4 separate regions of the Hordeum vulgare genome follow, and regions 1, 3 and 4 are each linked to region 2. A link is a contact called in public Hi-C and HiChIP or PLAC-seq data. All regions are on one chromosome and are shown on one strand. The core of a region is the stretch at or near the end of the contact, and the rest is flanking DNA. Distances in the headings are between cores, read along the strand shown. Region 1 has its middle 31 kb from the start of LOC123434607. Region 2 holds the start of LOC123434623 (sphingoid long-chain bases kinase 1-like). Region 3 holds the start of LOC123434543 (tubulin-folding cofactor D). Region 4 holds the start of LOC123434607.

What was found. A called contact is a pair of places that touch in the nucleus more often than the background predicts. HiChIP or PLAC-seq counts read pairs in DNA pulled down with a chosen protein or histone mark.
Region 1: a contact with region 2 is called in a Hi-C map of leaf, with 3 times the contacts expected there. The contact joins the enhancer-like site here to the promoter of LOC123434623 in region 2. A contact is called at or near these places in 2 of 6 Hi-C or Micro-C datasets (both in leaf) and 1 of 1 datasets of contacts at active chromatin or transcription factors (embryo).
Region 3: a contact with region 2 is called in a Hi-C map of seedling, with 5 times the contacts expected there. The contact joins the promoter of LOC123434543 here to the promoter of LOC123434623 in region 2. A contact is called at or near these places in 3 of 6 Hi-C or Micro-C datasets (leaf and seedling) and 1 of 1 datasets of contacts at active chromatin or transcription factors (embryo).
Region 4: an H3K4me3 HiChIP or PLAC-seq map of embryo shows a contact between it and region 2, with 7 times the contacts expected there. The contact joins the promoter of LOC123434607 here to the promoter of LOC123434623 in region 2. A contact is called at or near these places in 2 of 6 Hi-C or Micro-C datasets (leaf and seedling) and 1 of 1 datasets of contacts at active chromatin or transcription factors (embryo).

The regions. Positions count from the first base shown.
Region 1 is chr1H:334,411,023-334,413,780 of MorexV3_pseudomolecules_assembly, forward strand. No RefSeq gene overlaps it. Among protein-coding and RNA genes, the nearest start is that of LOC123434607, 31 kb to the left of the region's middle. Within about 2 kb of position 1,254, at least 1 of the 3 cell types and tissues checked has open chromatin away from gene starts, as enhancers often do. A contact at or near this core is called in leaf, where this site is marked.
Region 2 is chr1H:334,731,808-334,734,507 of MorexV3_pseudomolecules_assembly, forward strand. It overlaps LOC123434623 (sphingoid long-chain bases kinase 1-like), which reads left to right and starts at 1,362. Exons shown (of 9, transcript XM_045115523.1): 1 at 1,362-1,651.
Region 3 is chr1H:334,250,417-334,253,116 of MorexV3_pseudomolecules_assembly, forward strand. LOC123434543 (tubulin-folding cofactor D) reads left to right here and starts at 1,270. Exons shown (of 17, transcript XM_045115518.1): 1 at 1,270-1,587; 2 at 2,013-2,560. The coding sequence starts at 1,366. LOC123434575 reads right to left here and starts at 1,179. Exons shown (of 6, transcript XM_045115520.1): 1 at 1,025-1,179; 2 at 863-918; 3 at 662-785. The coding sequence starts at 1,097.
Region 4 is chr1H:334,380,327-334,383,066 of MorexV3_pseudomolecules_assembly, forward strand. LOC123434607 reads right to left here and starts at 1,339. Exons shown (of 3, transcript XM_045115522.1): 1 at 356-1,339. The coding sequence starts at 1,213.

The DNA.
Region 1 (2,758 bases), core at 4-2,503, 320 kb before region 2:
AGTTCATGGAAATATTTTGAAGTTATTTGGAAGATGCCGAAAAATGTGCTCTCAATCAGAACAATGGACCGGCTTAACTGGGCGAACTCTTGTGAGAAAAGTATGTAATTATTGAATTATTTTGTCCAATTTGTGAACTTTATTATGAATTGCTATTTTTTCAGAAAATTCATGAACTTTTTACCAAATTTGTGAACTTTTTTCTCAAATTGATGAACTTTTTTTTAATTTTACATACCTTTTCCCTCCTTAAAGCTAGGGCTAGGCATAAAAACCGACAACCCAAAGACCGAACCGATACCAAAACCAAAAAAATGCAAAAGTTTAGTCTTTTGTGTGAGTGTTGGAAAATTTATGCCACATGTAGCGACGAGCGCGCGTGATAAAGGGACCTAAATTCCATGGGTCAACCTAATCACTTGCACGGATCACTTGCACGCAAGGCATAAACTAGGTTTGGCCTTTTTGTTGCAGCCTGCATGTATGTATCTGTATGCATCACAATGTGTCATTTGCAGTTTTTGTCCCACCTCGTCTCGTTACACGAAGGGCATGAGTGCATGACCAACGCTTCAGGTTGGACACATGCCCCAACATGTCACGTAGGTTTGTATTGTTTAGCATGGCAAAATTTATAGCTTACAGGGGTAGACGAGATCCTACAGAAAAGACTGGTTCTTCCCTGACAAAAGTGTGGAGGCAACCAATAAAAAAAGATTGGACCGCATTATACTGACTTTGACTCGAATAGCCTACACTACAAAAGGCTGCTAAAGTTGGAAAGCATACTACTGCTTTGGATGGATGAAGGTAGAATTAAACAGTGGTTTCATTTTTTTTATCTCGATGAGGCGTTGTGGCAGCGGTATGGTGATGCCACCAGTGTTCATGCAGGTAGGAAGTAAAGGTATGCATATTAACCAAAAATTGATATAACGAACTGGGACCGTAAACCGATGGACCTAAACCAACACTTTTAGTGTTCATTTCGGTCATTAAATCTATAGAAACAAAAATTATTAGGTACATTTGCTTTTTACACTTGATTAGCAAAAATACCTAGAATACTGAAAATATATATTATTTAAAAAAAATCCCAACGGCATTATATTGCCTATCCCAGCGGCCTCATTTAAAGAAAATCCCAGCGGCCTTATTTAAAGAAAATTCCTGCGGCGCCAGCCCAGCCTGCCCAGCTGCTGATGCACTTGCCTGTCTTTTTCTCATCTCAGTTTCGTTTTTCACCTACAAATTTTGCTTTCGTACCACCTCGGATTGCTCTTGAGGAAAGAAGCGTGTGAAAGACTGTAAAGGTAGCTGCTACCCAACACATTTGTCTGAACCTGTCCGTACCAAAACATGTAGCATAAGCAGGTTTGCCTAATCGTCTGTTTTACTGGGTCAGAACCGCTGACTGAATCAATTTTTTGTTTTAGATAAAATTAGGTTTTTAAATTTTATAGAAACCGTTCAGCTTGTATTTTTATAAGACCGAAATTCTTTGTAACCCGAAAAATCAAACCGGTCCCATGAATTGGACAAAAAAATCATGAATTTGACAAGTGTTTACGAAATTAAAAATATTCATTAATTTGAAAAAAAATCACAGATTCAAAAATATGTTTCATAGGTTTGATTTTTCACAATTTTAAGAAAATGCTCATGAATTTAAGCAAGTTAAAAAGAAAATATAAAATAAAACTGAAAAGGAGTAAAAGCAAAGAAAAAAAAAACAAATGAAAAAAATGCACAACAAGAAGAATAAAAGAATAACTATGCATAACGAGAGATCAAGAGTTCGTGTTCTACCTCACACACCTATTTTTTGAAGGTTAAAAAAAATGGGCCAGAGGACAAAGGTAAAAAAGAAAAGACGGATGCTACAAATCATCCGGCTAATATCTGCCAACAATCAGTCGGGTCTGCAGCCGTCTGATCCCTGTGTATCTGACGTCTCTCGCACGAGTGGTGAACAGCAAGCAGCGAGCAGCAGTGAATTAGCTCTCGTCAGCACCATTGCCGCATGATTCCGTTCAACCAGCCTGGTCCTAGCCCTCCTTCACTTGTATGGCCCAGATGAACCGTACACAGTGACTACACACTACAGGTTGCTTCACGTATGTACGCGTTGGCAGCCAACAAAAGCACAAAGTAGATCATGACTAGTCCACATGTAAGGTTAAATTAATCTATCCAATATTTGCAACAATTTTCAATGATGACTCGGCCAAAAATTATATTGTGCATATCAAAGTGTTATTCCCTTCGTCTTAAAATAAGTGTCGCAAATTTAGTATTAAATTAGTATAAATTTTGTACTAAATCAACGACATTTATTTTGGGATAGAGGAAGTAGATCGGAAGCATAGAGTGGTTCCAACATCGCCTTCGTTTCGCGCCTACCCCTTCCAACCAATGACCTGGTCACCACATTCGTCGTATACCTCACTAGTCCTTGCTTCATAATAACAATGTAGCACTCTCGACCGTCGTTGTAACATCACAACATCATCGACCATCATCATATCATCCATGCACCATCAACCAGAGCCGTAACACTGTGACATCGTCGATGGCTGTCATAACATCACAACACCATCGACCATCATGGTAACATAACAACATCGTCGACCATCGTGTAACATTGCAACGCCATTGACTGTCGGCACAACATCACAACACCTCATCGTAGTATCACCACACCGCCGACCGCCACCTTAGCATCGCAACATTGTCGATCGTCGTCGTAGCATCACAA
Region 2 (2,700 bases), core at 112-2,611:
TCAAGACTCGGTCATGTCCATATGACCGATAAAGCCCATGCCTGATCGGCCCGAGATGCCCACCCAACTCAATCTTCATGATGATGGCCTATTCACATAGGCCTGCAGGGGCTATGCTATGTAGCTTAAGTGGGCACTAAATGCATGGCCGGTGCAGTGTTGCAAGGGTCACTTGCCCTTGCGACACGTGTATATGATGCTTGGGGCTCCGTCCTCCAATGTCATCACTGTTGGCATCACTTCCTTTCATGATGATCTCCCGTGGCTGATAGCATCGTGGTAGTTGTGTATCTGTGCATGTCTTCAAGCTGTAAATAATAGCGAGTGGCAAATGAACCCTTTTCCAAGGTTTAATCTAGTACCTTTTTTCCAAATGGGCCCACTTGGAAGGTATTAGGGGTACCCCTGTTTCCAATATTTTGTCAACCACTAGAGGGAGAACAACACAACATATCATCACATTGAACGGTAATCTAGCGACGACTATAAGCACTCGAGCAAGCTGAAGGGGTGCCGCCATCATCACCCCTCACTCGCCAGAGCCGAGCGAAACTTATTGTAATAGAGAGTCGAAAATTCATCGTTAACACCCCATAAGACCAACGCACCCGAATAGCAACCGCCACTCGTGAAGTGAAGCGTAGATCAAAATGATCCAACCTGAAGATACACTGACGTAGACGAACGAATACCGGATCCAAGTGAATCCAACCACCGATCGAATTCTGCGAGATCCACTGGAGATACACCTCCACATGCCCTCCAATAATGCTAGACACACCATCGGGACAAGGGCGGGGAGAACCTTTTTCCACCTTGAGAGAGTCGTCGCCGTCTCGTCTTCCCGAACATGACACAAACCCTAAAAAAACTTGAAGGACATATAAAAACGAAGCCATCCCGCTGACAAGGTCGGGGTCCATCACGCCCCATGGACATAAGACGACGGGAAACGATGTAGATCGACAACGATGACGACGAGAGGCAGAAACCCTAACCACCTTGTTCGCTTGGATAAGAGCCGACGGGGTCACAACAAACCAATTCATATTGAAGCTAAGCTATTTTTTGACTGGAATGCTGAACTCAAGCTTTAAAACATACTCTCTCGATCGCTTTGTCCCAAATTACTTGTCTTAGATTTGCATAGATACAGATACAAATGTACCTAATACATGTCATATACCCACCTCACATTCTTTTATTATTTTTCAGGTTGGTACATATACTAATTACAAACTACAAAGTTTTTCTTTGTAAATATAAACGTACATGCCCTGAAAAAGGTCCAAGTTCCAAAATAAAACACCTACCATTTTTTGTTTCTTTCCGAATCAAATAGCTGCTCCAGGCACCCGGAGTCAAAATCCACCTGCTCCACAGCTCCACGGTTTCCTCTCCACCGTCCTGTACACCATTCTTTCCTCTTCTTCGTCCTCTCCCTAGTCCTGACCTACCCAAGCTCCAACCCGACCTGTGTGCCAGCCCTAGAGCTGCCGCCGTGCCGTAGCTCATAGTCACCCCTCCGCCTCACCCCCGCAACCCCTCCGCCTCTCGCGCGCCTCGCCGCCATCGCCGTTCCCGTTGTACCTCGTCGCGTCCCTGCCGTCTGGACTCCGTCTGCAATTTTGGCCATTGGTTTTTGATTGAGGTATGAGCCTTTTTGCAATCCAGCGATTGGATAAACCTCACTGACCTCCACAAATTCTATGTGCGCCCATCTAGATCCGCCCCTGTTAATGTATGCATGGTCGAATTGGGATAAATTTGAAGTACATAGTTTTATTAGAAGTAAGGCTAAGACGCCCTTCAGTTTCAATCGAGCTAGGAAATTACTGCTAGTGGTCTGGGAAAATCCTTTTTGTTCCCGCTGTGTGGAATTGTGTGTTGGAGCGAGATTTTATCGCAAAGCTGTATGGGTTTATTTTTAAACTAAGCAGGGGATTTTTATTTTATTTTACTTATGAGCTTTGAACTGTGACATTTAGATTTTGGCCGCGGTTGGGTCACTTCAGCTGCCTGTCCTTTACCAGAGCTGTTAGTGACAGCTTTAAAGCTGGAATGGGTCACACTTTGTTAGAAGTTGCTTGGTACCTTCCAATGAAAAGCTTTTGCATTCAGATTGCTCAAGTTAGGTAGACAGAGTTTTTCACCTTTTGTATATTTTTCAATAACCAGCCTATGCTGTACCTAACATGATGTCCACTTAGGTTGCTTTTTAGTCTTTTCCTTAGTGGCTACCCACAATGGAAAGTAACATATAATAGTAACATGCATATGTTACTAGTCTAAGTTACTACCTCCATAGTGGGTAGTAACATAGAAATGTTAACATAGAGATTTTCATTTATTAGCATATAGACTCATCTTGTCTTGGTATGTGTGATGTTACTCATAGTATGAGTAACTAGCTATGTTACTCAATTTGTCCCTCTCCTCATTAATTTGCTGTCACATCATCTTTTTTGATTATGTGGCATCTATGTTACTACCTATGTTACTCCCACTGTGGGTAGTCTTAGGAGCATCCGCCAGCTGTTTGTAGCCTTGGCCTTTCCAGATATGCTGCATGGCTTGCAGTATTATTTTTTATGAATCATGGCACCTCAGGTAGGATTATAAATGTCCAGGCTTCGTTGATCAAACCAGGAGCATGCAAATGGTATTTGATGATTTTTGCTCTTCATGGTCTAGATTATA
Region 3 (2,700 bases), core at 20-2,519, 480 kb before region 2:
CAAACTTTGGATACCTACAACCCCTTGATCATTTATCCAATATGTCGAGAGACGGTTGGGGCAAGGATCAGAAGCTCATACAGTGCTGCAATTTGCTTGTCAGTATGGAAGGCCCATAATAACGTGTGCTGTAAACAGTCATACTTGTTTATCCTAACATGATTGTTTTTGAAGCGCTCAAGTGGAACTGTGGGAGTAGTACTATCTACAACTTACTAGGAAAGGTTTCGTGCTATGGATGCCAATCAATATACAACATGAAGGCTCTAACGAAGCTCATGAGTTAAGATAACCACGAGAATAATCGAAGTACTGAAGTCTCCTAGTTTCGCTAGTCCCACACAAGGAGTGACCTGTGACCATCGTCGGCGACTTGGCAATGCTTTCTCTGGATTGTCTATAGACTTTTTAGCTCAGTGACACCAATTATATAATTTCAACTCATAGTTTTAAGCTCCCCATTTTAGCTCAGTAATACCAATTTATATAGTTTTTCAGACTTCCACTGAACTATGCAGTCATTTCATCTACTGAAACTAGTAAAGGCTTGTAGGATCTCATGGCGATTTTGCTACTAAGACCAGATTGAGATCCAATGTTCTGGTCAGAAGACAGGGAATCTGGAAACAAAAGCTCAGAACAGTTGTAATGGACTCATCACCAAATTCCCCCAACAGAATGGCCAGCAGCCCGGCGGCCACGGACAGCACGGCGAACTTGTTTATCTCCGCCCCCTTCGACAGCGACAGCAGCAGCGACGCGCCCCCAGCGACTTGGTGCAGCATCTACAGAAAGCAAACCACGACGAGCACTTGTCAGATCAGCGATGACAAGAATGGTGAGCCAGCGCGCCGGTCCGTACCTGCACGAGGATGAGCCGGGCGAGGCGGGATCTGCCGTCGGCGACCCTCTGGTACCCTGCAATGGCGCGCGAGAATCGCGGATGTTTTGGGGCTGGATTAGGCCTGCCGAAGCGAACAAGAAGGTAGCTCGGGTTTGGGGTTTTGGTGCGCTGGATGCTTACGGGAGTCGACGACCATGCGGTAGGAGAAGTCGGAGCCATCCGTGCCGGACGGCCGGCCGCGCCGCTGCTGCATCGGGATGGACGACGACGGCGACGGTGCTCGCGGGGAAGGAAGGAGAGGTCTGTCCAGGCAGGAGGCGCCTTCCTGCGTGCGAGAGTCTTGTAGACAGAAAATACGCCTCCTAGTCACAGATGCGTAAAGAAAGGGAATACGCCTGTGGTGCTATTAAGCGTCAGGCGATCAGAGACACGCACAAACACGACGGCGCAGTCTCCGGCACACTCGCAAGTCGCAGCCACCTGTCCACTCCGCCGCCGCCATTCCCACAGAGACTGTCTCCATGCCTGTCACACCTGACCAGTCCGCAGGCACTGGCGCTGGGGATGCCTCGAGTGGTCCTACTGCCGCCGCCGCTGTCTGCGACGACGTGCACGACTCCAAGGAGGTCGTCCTGCGGCGGTACTTTCTCCAGGAATGGGAGCTGGTCTCCGCCATCCTCCGCCGCATCGTCGCCGCTGGCGGCGTCGCGGAACCCGCCGACGTCCACAGGATCCGCTCCATCGTAAGCTCTCTCCCCCACCCCTTCTCCGGATGTTACCTGTCGCTGAACCATAGATCCCTACGAGAATAATGCCTAGCCCTGTAAGAAAATGCTGGATTCTGCTTGTCTGGTCACGGAAGAGCTTAATCTGTTTCAGCGTTGATTGTTAATTGCACACACAAAATCTGAAGAGGTCATGTAAATTTTCAAGCCCCGTGCTCTTGGGAAATGGCAAACCCTTGTTTGAATGCCTTTTTTTTTCAGTGAACACTCGATGAACGCTCCATAGTGTAGGGTGCTGTTTAAGCTGTTTAGTGGACTAGCTATCAAATTTGCACTGGGAATTGATTGGTTTTGTCAATCTGTGAACTAGTGCAATTTATGCCAAACCCTTCATGCTTAAAAGCTTGATACAAATTAATGCCATGGTTTTTGTTGGGAAATAGATGGACAAATATCAAGAAGAAGGTCAACTTCTCGAGCCATACCTAGAAGACATCATCTCACCACTTATGTCCTTGGTTCGATCAAAGATAATGGAACTTGGTGCTGCCACAGATGAGCTCCTTGAAATCATCAAGCCTCTGTGTATTATCATCTACACCCTGGTTACAGTCTGTGGGTATAAGAGCGTCATCAAATTCTTCCCTCATCAGGTTTCTGATCTAGAGCTTGCAGTTGCTCTCCTTGAGAAGTGCCATACAATGAGCTCAGCGACAGCTCTTAGGCAAGAGAGCACAGGAGAAATGGAGACGAAGTGTGTCGTTCTGTTGTGGCTTTATATACTGATATTAATTCCGTTCGATATCTCCTCCGTTGACACGAGCATTGCTGCCACTGCTGACGTGCCTGGGTCTGAGGTTGTTCCGCTTGTGACAAGGATATTGGACATCTGTAAGGATTATCTCTCCAACTCTGGTCCGATGAGAAGGATGTCAGGGTTGCTGCTTGCAAGGCTGTTGACTCGTCCAGACATGCTGAAGGCCTTCAGCAGGTTATCTTTTTCAGCTTATAGCCATTATGCATATACATTTCATATTGCTAAATTACCTTCAAAAGTATCCTGTCACCGGAGCACTGTCAAGTTTCTGTCACTACTAGGAACTTTTTTATGTCTAAATTTGTATTTAGCTA
Region 4 (2,740 bases), core at 89-2,588, 350 kb before region 2:
TAACGAATCAAGCATGATACCCATAGTAAAGTTCAAAACAGCGCATCAGCATCAAAACTTGCAAAGCAAGCTCTACGGTGGGGCTAATTCCTCAGCAATCCCCATATTCGTTCAGTCGACATGCAGAGCATGTCACATTGCACTAATGAAGCATGGAATGGGGGGAGGAGCGCGCCTGAGAACTACTAGTTTGCTAGCAGAATCTACATAGCACGACAGGCTAAGCGACCCAATTGCGTTGCTCGGATGAGATTTATAGCCATTTGATAAGATCTCTCTAAATAAGATAAGCGCTGTAAATAGCAAAAAGAAAATGTTGAGTGCCGAACAAAAGTTGAAGGATATAGCTCCATACCTGATGGAATCCATATTCGCGTGAAAGGGGCACGCCAAGCTCTGTGATGCAAGCATGGAGGCGGTCGTCGCTTCCATACAGCCTGGGGTACCTCTCGATGCACACGTCGAGCGTCCGCGCGAGAGCAGCGGCGAGGGGGAAGCTGAGCGCGACGCCTCCGCCTCCGAACGCCATGCCGTGGCTGAAGTAGGTGTTGGCGGAGTGGCTCTCCGACGGGGCCCCGACGTACACCATCTCCCTCCAGTCGTACTTCCCGAGCACCGCCACCAAGTTGTCCGGGGAGAGCACAGTGTCGTCGTCCACGAGCACCACCCACCGCGCGCCCCCACCCCCACCCCCAACGAGCCGCACGGCCTCGGCAGCGATGCGCGCGATCCGGAGCCCAGAAGGGTGGCCCGTCGGGTTGGTGTAGCGGAAGCGGGAGGTGTCCTCGGACACCCGGATCGGCGGGAGCGAGTCCTCCCCGGCTGCGCTGGGCCCCGGCGCGCCGGGCGCGCTGGCGTCGAGCCAGACGTGGCCGCGCATGGAGGCGGGATCCCACCAGAGGCGGACGTACTCGCGGCGGCGCGGCCAGAGGTGCGCCGAGCCCGCGATCCCGAAGACGATGTGGGCGAGCGAGAGCTGGGAGGCCGCGTCGCCGGCGTAGAGCGCCTCATCCGCCGCCGCGTAGGACAGCGCGGAGGAGGAGGAGGACGCCACGGGGGCCTGGGCCGGGGACAGCACGAGCAGGAGCCACAGCGCGGTGGCGAGGAGCAGCGAGAGCAGCGCCAGCAGCGCGGTGGCGAGCGGGCAGCCCCGCGGCGGGAGGATGGAGAGCGGCGTCGGCGGCGCTGGCGAGGCTTGGTGGGGCTTGGGCATTGGACACGGGGGTCGACGCCGCCGCCGATGGCCACGGACATTTGGGGGCGTGGCGGGACGTGGCGATGTTTCAGGGATGGGCGGTGCGTGCGACACACCCGGTGGGTGGTGGGTGGCCGCCTCGCCTGCGGTTCTAATAATACGCACAAATCCACCATGCTTCTACATTCCAAGTACGCATTTCAAACAAGAACATCTGGATTTATTTTTTAGAAACATTTCGAATCTTTGCACGATTGCGTTACTTAAACAGTCCGTTTTTTTTTTGAATTTGAATGGGCGGTGTCATAATTTATTCCAGTCCAGCCCGAGGACGGGCTAAGGATTGAAACGTGCACGTGGAGGGCGACGGGTAGCGTGATCAGCGGAGGACTGCTAACCACGATGCCACGAATTCTTTTGACTTGCAGTGTAGGCGACATGTATGCTTTAGAGCAGAATAGAATATATATCTCAGCCTAGTGAGCCACAAGCTAGGACGCTGAAAGGGTGCCATGTGTCCAGGGAATGTGCTCATATAGAAGATAATGTACTCCGCAAAATAAAATGTATGTATTTTTCAGGGACCCTGTGGAACATATTCGCTCATCTATCTCGTCAATGATTGTGCTACCAATGTTTGTGGGAGTGGGTTATTGCAATGTGGTATGGCGCTGCCATCCTACTAGTGAGCAACAGGTGTGTGGCTGGCTTGAGTTTGCGGCAAGTACTAGTTCGAATCAGTGAGAGTTACCTGTCATAGCAGACCATATTACGATCCATCAGACATCAGTTTCCGAATGGTGGCCGAATGACGAGCAGTTGCCAGTTATAAGGTGGGCCGATTACTGCGTGTTTATACATGTTGTATTTGATGTGATGGAGCTAAGCTGCGTTGCCTGATAGTGATATGGGACAGAGAGATTATTTCATAATTAAGTGAAAAGGGTTGTATTTTCTCACGAACAAAAATCCGTAGCTGCAAGGCTGCAGCGATCTCATGTGCTGCACCGCATCCATCTATTTTTCTTTTCTTCGGATTTAATATCGTCCATCCATAGTTTTTTTCCCGTTGTCTTTCTCATGAGGATCCTCCTATCTTTGGTTTGAGGTCATGAGCGTCCATATCCTGATATACTTTGTACCACTTTATCAGTATACCACAAATCCAAGGGTATGTTAAGCCACATGAAAGCAAAACACGCAACACAAAAGATAGTGTGGGATATTTTTTATTTTTTTGAAATAGCAGTTATCCTAGGAAAGCAATTTATTAAGAAGAAGAAAATTGCTCAGTTAATAAAGAAAAACCGAGCAAAAACCAGATTGTCCAGTTAATTATAAAAAATTGGACGAAAATCATTACAACAGTTGAACGACACACATAAAAAGTTCACGCACATCATTTCAAAGAGGGTCTTGGCGAGACAACACGTAGGCGTCATCGTCATCACTCTTTCCCTAGAGGTGTCATCGTCGTCCCTATAATCTGAGCAAACGACTCCGACTCCCTCGTAGACGATCGTCAACTCAACCCATACTGTAGTG